Linked DNA regions of Mus musculus: region 2 is linked to region 1. Evidence: chromatin contacts called from public Hi-C data. All regions are on one chromosome and are shown on one strand. The core of a region is the stretch at or near the end of the contact, and the rest is flanking DNA. Distances in the headings are between cores, read along the strand shown.

What was found. A called contact is a pair of places that touch in the nucleus more often than the background predicts.
Region 2: a Hi-C map of bone marrow-derived macrophages shows a contact between it and region 1, with 67 read pairs. The contact joins the enhancer-like site here to the promoter of Spata32 in region 1. A contact is called at or near these places in 8 of 39 promoter capture datasets (the C10 cell line, the HPC-7 cell line, cranial neural crest and 4 more), 4 of 15 datasets of contacts at CTCF or cohesin (CD8 T cells, the G1E-ER4 cell line, large pre-B cells and 1 more), 67 of 484 Hi-C or Micro-C datasets (B cells, the Ba/F3 cell line, CD4 T cells and 44 more), 7 of 115 datasets of contacts at active chromatin or transcription factors (the HPC-7 cell line, embryonic stem cells, large pre-B cells and 4 more) and 3 of 9 other capture datasets (adipose tissue, bone marrow-derived macrophages and liver).

What each region holds. Positions count from the first base shown.
Region 1 is chr11:103,216,711-103,220,819 of GRCm38.p6, forward strand. Spata32 (spermatogenesis associated 32) reads right to left here and starts at 1,722. Exons shown (of 5, transcript NM_177801.3): 1 at 1,632-1,722. The coding sequence starts at 1,644. Gm51920 (a long non-coding RNA gene) reads left to right here. Exons shown (of 3, transcript XR_003949777.1): 3 at 1-478. It overlaps Gm34823 (a long non-coding RNA gene), which reads left to right and starts at 1,900. Exons shown (of 4, transcript XR_389061.4): 1 at 1,900-1,959; 2 at 2,543-2,704. Map3k14 (mitogen-activated protein kinase kinase kinase 14) reads right to left here. Exons shown (of 16, transcript NM_016896.3): 16 at 3,054-4,109.
Region 2 is chr11:103,279,981-103,284,363 of GRCm38.p6, forward strand. No RefSeq gene overlaps it. Among named protein-coding and RNA genes, the nearest start is that of Map3k14, 15 kb to the left of the region's middle. Within about 2 kb of position 2,036, at least 29 of the 459 cell types and tissues checked have an H3K27ac peak or open chromatin away from gene starts, as enhancers often do. A contact at or near this core is called in the Ba/F3 cell line, the CH12 cell line, the HPC-7 cell line and 2 more, where this site is marked.

The sequences.
Region 1 (4,109 bases), core at 472-2,971:
AAAGTAAAACATTCCACTGAGAAGAAGGTTCTCAGGGCCTTGGAAAGGCTCCTGGAGCGCTGGAGAGATGCTGCTGGTGTGGACACAGTTCACACCAGGAACAGCTGAGTCACAAACACGTGTTTTCATTTTTGCACACGCGTGTGTGTGCATGTGAGTGCTGGGCGTCTGGAAGCTGGAGGTTGACTCTGGGAGTCATCCTTGCCTCTAACTTCCTCCTCCTTCCCAGAGGCAAGGTCTCTCTGTGAAATCCAGAGCTCCCAGACAGGATTCTTCCTTGCTCTGGGGCTCTGTCTCCACATTCAGAGACTGGGGTTACAAGCCCGCCCGTCTCACCCAGTTGGCCTTTCTGTGGGTTCTGCGATCAGAACTCTGGTCCTCACACTTACACGGAAAGTGTTTTTAACTTGCCACCTGCCTGACCCACAAATACTTCTTTAAAAAAAAACAGTTAAGAGTACATTGTTGCTGTCTTCAGACACACCAGAAGAGATCACTGGGTCCCATCACACATGGTTAGGAGCCACCATGTGGGTGCTGGGAATTCAATTGAGGAATAGTCAGTGCTCTTAACCACTGAGCCACCTCTCCAGACCCCACAGATACTTTAAAAAGAGAAACCCCAGTAACTTGTAAGAGGGAGAAACTCACAATGGTTGGCTTTAACATTTTGATTAGTTTTTAACCTAGAATTTGTTTGTTTGTTTGTTTTTTACCTTTTTTCAAGACAGGATTTCTTTGTGTAGCTCTGGCTGTCCTGGAATTCGCCCTATAGTTCAGGCTGGCCTCGAACTTAAAGAGATTCCCCTGCCTCTGCCTCTTTAGTGCTTGGGATTTTGTTTTTGTTTTGTTTTGAGAAAAGGCCTGCGTCTGCTCTGAGGTATGCCTGGATAGAGGGACCCTTGATTTTTTTTTTAATCAGCAAATAAACTCGTCAATACTCTTGAATCAGGGATATTTATTGCTTTGATAAGGTTGAAAAGGAAATGCTGACTTTCAGCTATTAGCCACTGTATTTAAGGGCTAAGGGCAGAGATGGACGAGAGTTGTCTCTGCACCATAGTGCTCTCGACCTTGTTACCAAACGTTTTTCTTGGAAGGGACCTTAAATCTCATGACCGTTAAAACACTACGCGCACCGCACCGCACCGCACTGCACCGCACCGCGCGCACTCTTGGCTTCCCACTGTGATGACGCAAGGCCTTACCGCTCTTCCGGAAGCCCCAAGCCCGCCCATCTGAGCACGTTTCTGGCTGACTCCCGCCTCCTCCCCCCCTCCAGCGTGTTATGGGTTTACTAGCTTTGGCTATCTGATCCTTAGCAGTGTCTCACGCAGATGGATTCGGCGACCACCTTTGCAAAGACATTAAATCCCAAACCCACCACTCTGCCAAACGTGCACGCGTGCACCCGCGAATGCAATCCCATTGGAAAGTTCATTAAGACCCCGCACTCATGCAGCCCCAGCTTTTGCACAGCGAGGAATGCTGCAGTAATCAAAGGCACCCAAAGGGCTTGGCTGGGGTTAGCTTTCCTTTCCTCTCCCCAGGCCAACACCAGTTAGCTTTCCCTTTCTCCGCCTCCGCCCCGCCATTCTGGCGCCTCCCACCACTCGGCCGCCTGCTCGCACCTGTCACCCCCATGCTGCCGGAGGCTCTGTCAGGGAGGCGGGGAGCGGGCTGGTGGCTGCTGCCCCTCCGCCTCCAGTGCGCTCTTTGGCTAGCCCGGTGGAGGGGGGGCTGAAGATGATGGGGGCGCTGGCGCCTGTGATGCTGCGGCTTCTGTGACGTTCAGGCCAGGGGATATGGCATGTAGGAAACTTGAAGGTTCATGCCAATGATGTGGGTGGGAACAAGAAAGGATCTTTTGAGTCTTGGAGGTTGAGCAGACAGCTTCCCCCGCCACCCCCCCCCCCCGGACCAAGACTTGGGGCAGCTGGCCACGCCACAGTAGGCCAGGTATGTGGACAGCGGTCTTGGGTAAGGACGGGGTAGGTGGGGGCTTAGAACCTTATCTGGACAACAAAGCTGCTCCATTTTTGCGGGGAGTCTAGGATTCCTCTAAGGATGGTTGAATCTCAGTCCAAGCTGTGCATGTGTGCAGTACACACACCTGTGCATAGCTTTCCAGGGTGACCTTACAGTTTTTTTACAATTACATTTATTGTGTGTGAAAACTTTCACACCACATCCAGTGTGTGGTGGTCAGAGGACAACTTTTGGGAACAGTCACCTTCCACAGTGACTGTTCCTTTCCTGGGACTAAATTCAGGTTGTCTAGTATTAGATTCCATTGCAGCAGGCTTTAATCACAACCCCCCCCCCCCCAAAAGCTGGACACGGTAGCATAAATTCTTATTTAATTCTGGCAGTGGGGAGGCAGAAGTGGGAGGATTTCTGTGAGTTTGAGGCCAGTCTGGTTGTTCTACGTAGTGAGTTCTAGACAGTCAAGGCTACATCCCATCTCCCACCGCCCAAGTAGTTTTTTCCTTCTGAGACAAAGTCCCATGTAGCCTAGGCTGGCTTCAAATTCTTCTTGTAGCCCAAGGCTGGATTACAGGTGTGTACCATCATAGTCAGCTCATTCTAGGGGCTAGAGGCATATCAGTGCTCTTGTGTCCTCTGCCACCCTATGCTCCGTGATCAAGAAACTCCTGCTGGGCAAGTCATCACCTCACCACGCAGACGCTCAAAGTAATACCAGGTAAGACCTCTTGCCGATGGGCCTCAGGACAGGTGCAGGCAGGTGAGTGGGTCATGCAAGCCCCTCCCCTTCTGGTGCCACTGGGCTGCCTGGCCTCTTGGCCTCCTCCTTTCAGCCCAAGACTTTGGCCAGGGATATCCCTGCTGCTACAGGAGATGGGCATACCAGAGTGGAGGGATTGAGTTGGATATGACAGGTAGCAGGACAAGCAGCTCTCTGGACAGGCTGATGCCAGTCCTCGCTCCAACCACGGAGGCTTGAAGGAATCCACTCCAGCAGCTGTCAGGGTTGTGGAGTACTGCAAGCAGGCAGGCAAAAGAGGCGACATCACAGCCTACAAACACCCATCGTCATTCCAAATTTTATTGCTTATAGAACTCAATACACCCCAGATGCAGCACCGTGGCTGCCGTTCATGTGCTGGGGCCAGGAGCAGCCTAGATCCTTGCAAAGAGCTGGACAGAGCTATCCTGGCTGGTTGAGGTGGGGGGATGAGTTTCCCTAGAGAAGTCTCTGTGCCCCTCCCAACAAATGATTCACAGTGAACTTAATGCTACAATGAGTCCTAAGCAGCTGTTTCCAAGTCCCACCAGGAGAAGTCCCAGCTAGGGCAGTGGGGGCGACGATGCTCATCTTAAGTCTGAAAGAAGCTTGAGGGGGGGTCAAGCCTGTGTGGATGATGGGTCAAGACAGTCCCTTCTTCCCCATCCCCTGGCCTGCCCCTGCTCATGCAGAGCCAATGCTCTGCTGGAAGGCAGCCAGGAAAGTGCTTTGAGGTCACCTGAGTGCAAAGTGCTGCTGCTGGCAATGCCTTGCCACACCATGCTGGATGCTGACAGTGTGCCCCCAGAGGGTGGCAAGCCCTGTTTCTGTGGCTTTCTTGAGTTTATCATTTGCAGACCGTTCCTGTCAGGTGGGTCTCACGTGTCATCCTTCATTGCCACAGATGAGGGACTAGAGTGCCAGGGAGCCAGTGGGGCTGACGCTGAGGAGTGCTGCCCATAGCCACAAACGTGAGGCCCGAGAATCATGTCTCTTCTGTGGTCCCTGGTTGATCAAGGAGCTCAATCCAGGATGTGGGCTGCAATGACCTGAAGGCTCAGTGCATTCTAGTGCCCTTCCTGCTCCTTCTGTCTCACACTAGTCAAGGCCAGGGAGGCTAGACACGGGGCCAAGAACTCCACAGCCCCTGGGCCGGCACACCTACTGCCTTGCCCTGTAGGAGCTGGGCAGGAACCCCTAGACACTCTCCTGCCTTCCTAGGGGTACCTGCTCTTCGTGACCCAGGCTAGAAGCTGCTCCCCAACTGCTGGCAAGTGCTGACTGACCCATGTGGGTCTGGCTACCTTGTTTGGAGAGTCACAGAGACCCCTGTTTTCCTTCCTCCTTGTCTCCTCATGAGGGA
Region 2 (4,383 bases), core at 786-3,285, 64 kb after region 1:
CCTCCTGCCCACATCTTCCAAGTGGCAGGGGTTATTGGCATGCCTCGCCATGCCCAACAAAGTTAAATCTATGAGCATACAAATGTTGCGACTGACAGCCCACAGTGAGCAAGGCCCTCCCAAGAGCCTGGCACTGGTGTGAACATTTTATAAGGGCTCGCTCAGTGGCCCTCAGACTTACTAGTTTGCTAACAAAATTGGTTGAACACCCCAAAGAGCTTGTGTTTTTGCAGATTTTACCTTCTGTTAGGAAAGTAAATGTTTAATAATTGGTTCTCCAAGAAAAGTCTTTGTGACAGAGTCTCACATAGCCTGGCTGGCCTTGAATTTGCTGTGTGGCTGAGTCTGTCTAGACCTCTTGACATCTTACCTCTATTTGTCTAGTGCTAGGATTATAGGTGTGTACCATCTTACATCCTTTATAAGTAACAGTCTGGTTTTTTTTTAAGGTTTTTTGAATGAGTTTTGTCTCCATGGACACTGTGTACCAAGTGTCTGCAGTCGCCACGGAGGCCAGAAAAGGACATTAGAGCACCTGGAACTGGAGTGGCAGACAGTTGTGAGCTGCCATATGGATACTGAACCTTGGGCCCTCTGGAAGAGCAGCCAGTTCTCTTAACTACTGAGCCATCTCTCCAGCCCATTTACTTTTATTTTATAAAATAAAAAATCATGAGAGAATGACACACTTTGCATTGTCCTAAATCCCTTTCGAGAACGTACTCAAAGGCGGCCAGATTGGTACTTGAATTTGATTTGTATGATGTCATGCCTTACGTGGTCTCTGGAAATCTCCATTAGGGAGCAACCAAATGCTGTTTCCGTGTCCTGCACAAACAGCTTTGACTTCATGGGAGCTCTTGAAAGAGTTCTGAGACTTCCAGAGGGTCCCAAGGCCATGTGGCAAGAACAGTTGTGCTAATAATTTGGTTTTCCGTAGAATCTAGGCAGGTTTCTTATATTCCATTTTACAGATGAGAGAATAAGAACAAAGCACAATTCAACAACATACCCAGGGGCATTTAACCAGAAAGTGGCAAAATCAGGATTCAAACCAAGTTCACTTTGTTTACACAGATGGGGAGTCGAGCGGGCAGCTACCACAGGTCATCCCTCTGAGGCTGAGATGTCCTTCGACTCACTCGCTGTTGTCCCAGCTCAGACAGGCTTTGACCTCCTCCCTGAGCTGAGGTCTCTCATCTGCTCCCCCCAGTTTGTCCTGTTGCCTGCTCGAGTGGTCCTTTATTCCCACTCCGCTGTGACATTTTTTTTTTCAAACTGTACCCATTGGACCACGTGGTTCGTGGGGACAGGCGCCATGTTTCTCTTGAGGACTGGTGCACCATTGTGGGCTGACAGGGGTGCTCCAGAATTTTTGCTGAAGGAAGAAACAAATAAAATAACAGATAAACGTTCAGCAAGATGGCAGACACAGTCCGTCTGTCTATGTAGGGTTCTTTGCTATTGGGCCAGGGAGGGCGGGGGCTGAGTGAGGAGGGGAGGATGGTTAAAGAGATCTCACCCCCAAGCTGCATTTACATGGATGCTTGCACTGTTATGCCTACAGGGCAAATCACAGGCTAAGAAAATCCTCCCGAATCTCTTCACGACGTCCCTTCTGCTCAGTCTCTATCGCTTTGCACTCACACACTCAGTGACCTCTAGCAGCTGACACCTAAATAATGGAGACCCCTTTCTGCACGCCAGGTCCTGGCAGGTGGAAGCAGTTAGTGGACCTCAGTATCTCAGTTTCCCCTTCTGCTATCAACACACTCCTTCACACCAGTGACCTTTTAGGGTTCTCAGAAGTCCCTAGAAGGGAGAAGTGTACTTTTGGGAGGGGAGGGAGAGCCACGCAGAAAATGTGGCTAGGATCCTGCCTGGAAGGTCACGGGGCTGAGTTTGAGCTCAGGGACCTTTAAGAAGCAAAAAAGGGAATTGAGAATACCACCAGGGATCTGCTCAGTCAGGACTTCCTGGAACCCCGGCTCCACAGCGAACATCGAGCCTTCCTGAGGTCAGAGCTGTGTCTGACTAAGAGGAGATGGAAATAGGAAGCTGGGAGGGCGAACAGAGAGGAGACTTGGCCGGCCAGTTCTCCCAGGCACTGCCAGCTCACCAGGTTGGCTCCAGGTTTCAGCAGCTGAGTTAGAACTCTTGGGAGCCTCTCAGGCTTGGGTAGGTGACTGCTAGCCTGCCTTGTCCAGCTCTGTCTACAAGGCAGGTAGGTGCTTTCCCATCTGTGCCCAGCGTTCTATTAGCTGGTCTGGAGTAGGCAAGCAAACCAAGACTGGTGCCTCTCAAAGGTCATCGTTAAAATGTGGTCACGGCCAGAGATGTGTTACAACTTAGGGCTAGTGTGCATTCGAGACCTGCCTATGGGGTTCCATACCCAGCTTTACAAAACAAAGAATGCTCTTTACCATGGAAGGACCATGCACCTGCATAGTAATAATGGATATGGTCAGACAGTTCTCACTTTGGAAGGCACTGTGAATATAGCCTGGGGTCACAGGATTGTGGCTTTCAGTGGAGAGTAGAAAGAAGGGGTAAGGAAAAGCAGGGGGGTTCAAGGAACCCCAGGCAGGAATCAGAGTATTAAGGAACAGGTGTGATGAGAATCCAAGACGTTCCTGGGACTGTAGACAAGCTCACCCAAACATTATTACAGGTAAAATCTTGTTCAAGTAAGAAGCAGTGGTCGTCAGAGGATCCTACCGGTGCCTCGTGTTACATCACAGTGCTTGGTCCAACTCTAACCCATGACCTCCTAAAGGACAGTAGCCTGGGCTGGACCCACTAGTGTGTAAAGGGCTACAGTAGGGCTGGAATGGCATCGGAAAGAGATATGTGGGGACATAAAGCAAAGGCAGGTGACTGTGGAAGTATAGATACACACAGGCTGTGCTTCTGCTCTGTAGTTTTAGCTGCTTAGAGTGGGTTCCCTGTCACCCTTCTCCTGGAGGTGCCCTAATCTCCAAATCCTCAGATAAGGTAGTTTATTCATTCACTCAACAAATATTTATTGACTACCTGCCACGACAGGCCTGGGTTCTGCAGAATCAGTGATGAGACTTCTGTTTCTCTGCCCCGCAAAGCTCTCGATCTAGTATTATTAGACAGGTAATCACAGTGGGCAGCGTTGTAAACCCAGAGGGTGTCCAAGAGCGCATCCTACCTGGGATGCTTCTGAGAAGACAGGTGATGGCTGAGGCTGATCTCCCCGAGCCAACAGCACCTGAGTGGAGATAAGTGTGTGGGAAGCTGATTAGGAGGCATTGGGGACTGGCACCATTCCCAAGGCAAGGGCAGAAGCAAGGCTGGGGAAAGGAGTTAGACAGAATGTGGTTTCAATGGAAGCCTCAGCTAACCTCACAGAGAGCTCAGAGCTAACGTGGCTTTTCAGTACCATCTCCGTTACATCCATCCCTGGCCACTGGCTCGGCTTGGGATGAGACTGATCTCTTCAGCTGAGAAAAACCTCCAAAGAAAGTTGACAGCAGAGGAGTTTCCATGTCATTGTCTGGAGCCCAGGACGTAGAGTGAGCTTCCGGGGAGCTGTGAATGATCAAACGCAGCCTACATGGTAGACATTAGGTGTGTGCCTGAGCAGATGCTTCGGCTGGGACAGCGGACTGGGTGTCCTCACTGCTTCCTGTGCGGATGTGGGGTGGCATGAAGGTCTGAGATACAGGGACAAGTGACTGTTTTCCTTCATTGTTTGCTTTGAAAGCAAGGTGGCTTTCCCGAGCTGTCGTGCTCCATTTCACGGTCCAGGCTCAGCATCTACACTGTCTGCGTTACATCATCCGCTTGCCTTGTATTCTAGCACAATTGGGATCAGGTGGGTGTGACCATCATTGTCACCCACCCATCCAAACCGCCAGGAGGTCCTTTTGTTGTTGCCAACCCGTTTGCTTTCTCTGTCCCCAGCCCCGGCCCCAAACTATGCCATCTCTTACCTAACAGTGGTGGCTATGACATGGAGCTGGAAAGAAAACGGGAAATAGGAGCATGGAAGGAGACCTGCAGAGAGAACCCCTGGGGGCATTTCAAAGAAAGCCCAAAACATAATGTTTGGAGAGGAAAATGATTTGAAAGGCTAAGAAAGACAAAACAAACAAACAAACAAACCGCCAAAGCCCAGCGTGGTGGCACATGCCTTTAATGCTGGCACTTGAAAGCCAGAGGCAAGTGGATCTTCGTGTGTTCAAGGCCAGTCTATGCTATATGAGTTCCAAGCCATCCATGGCTCCTTGGTGTAACTTGGTCTCAAAGCAAGAAAGAAGATGAAGGAGAAGGAGAAAGAGAAAACAAAACAAAAGTGAGCACAGCACGAACTGCATACAGGTAATCTCAGTACTCAGGAGGCTGAGGCAGGAG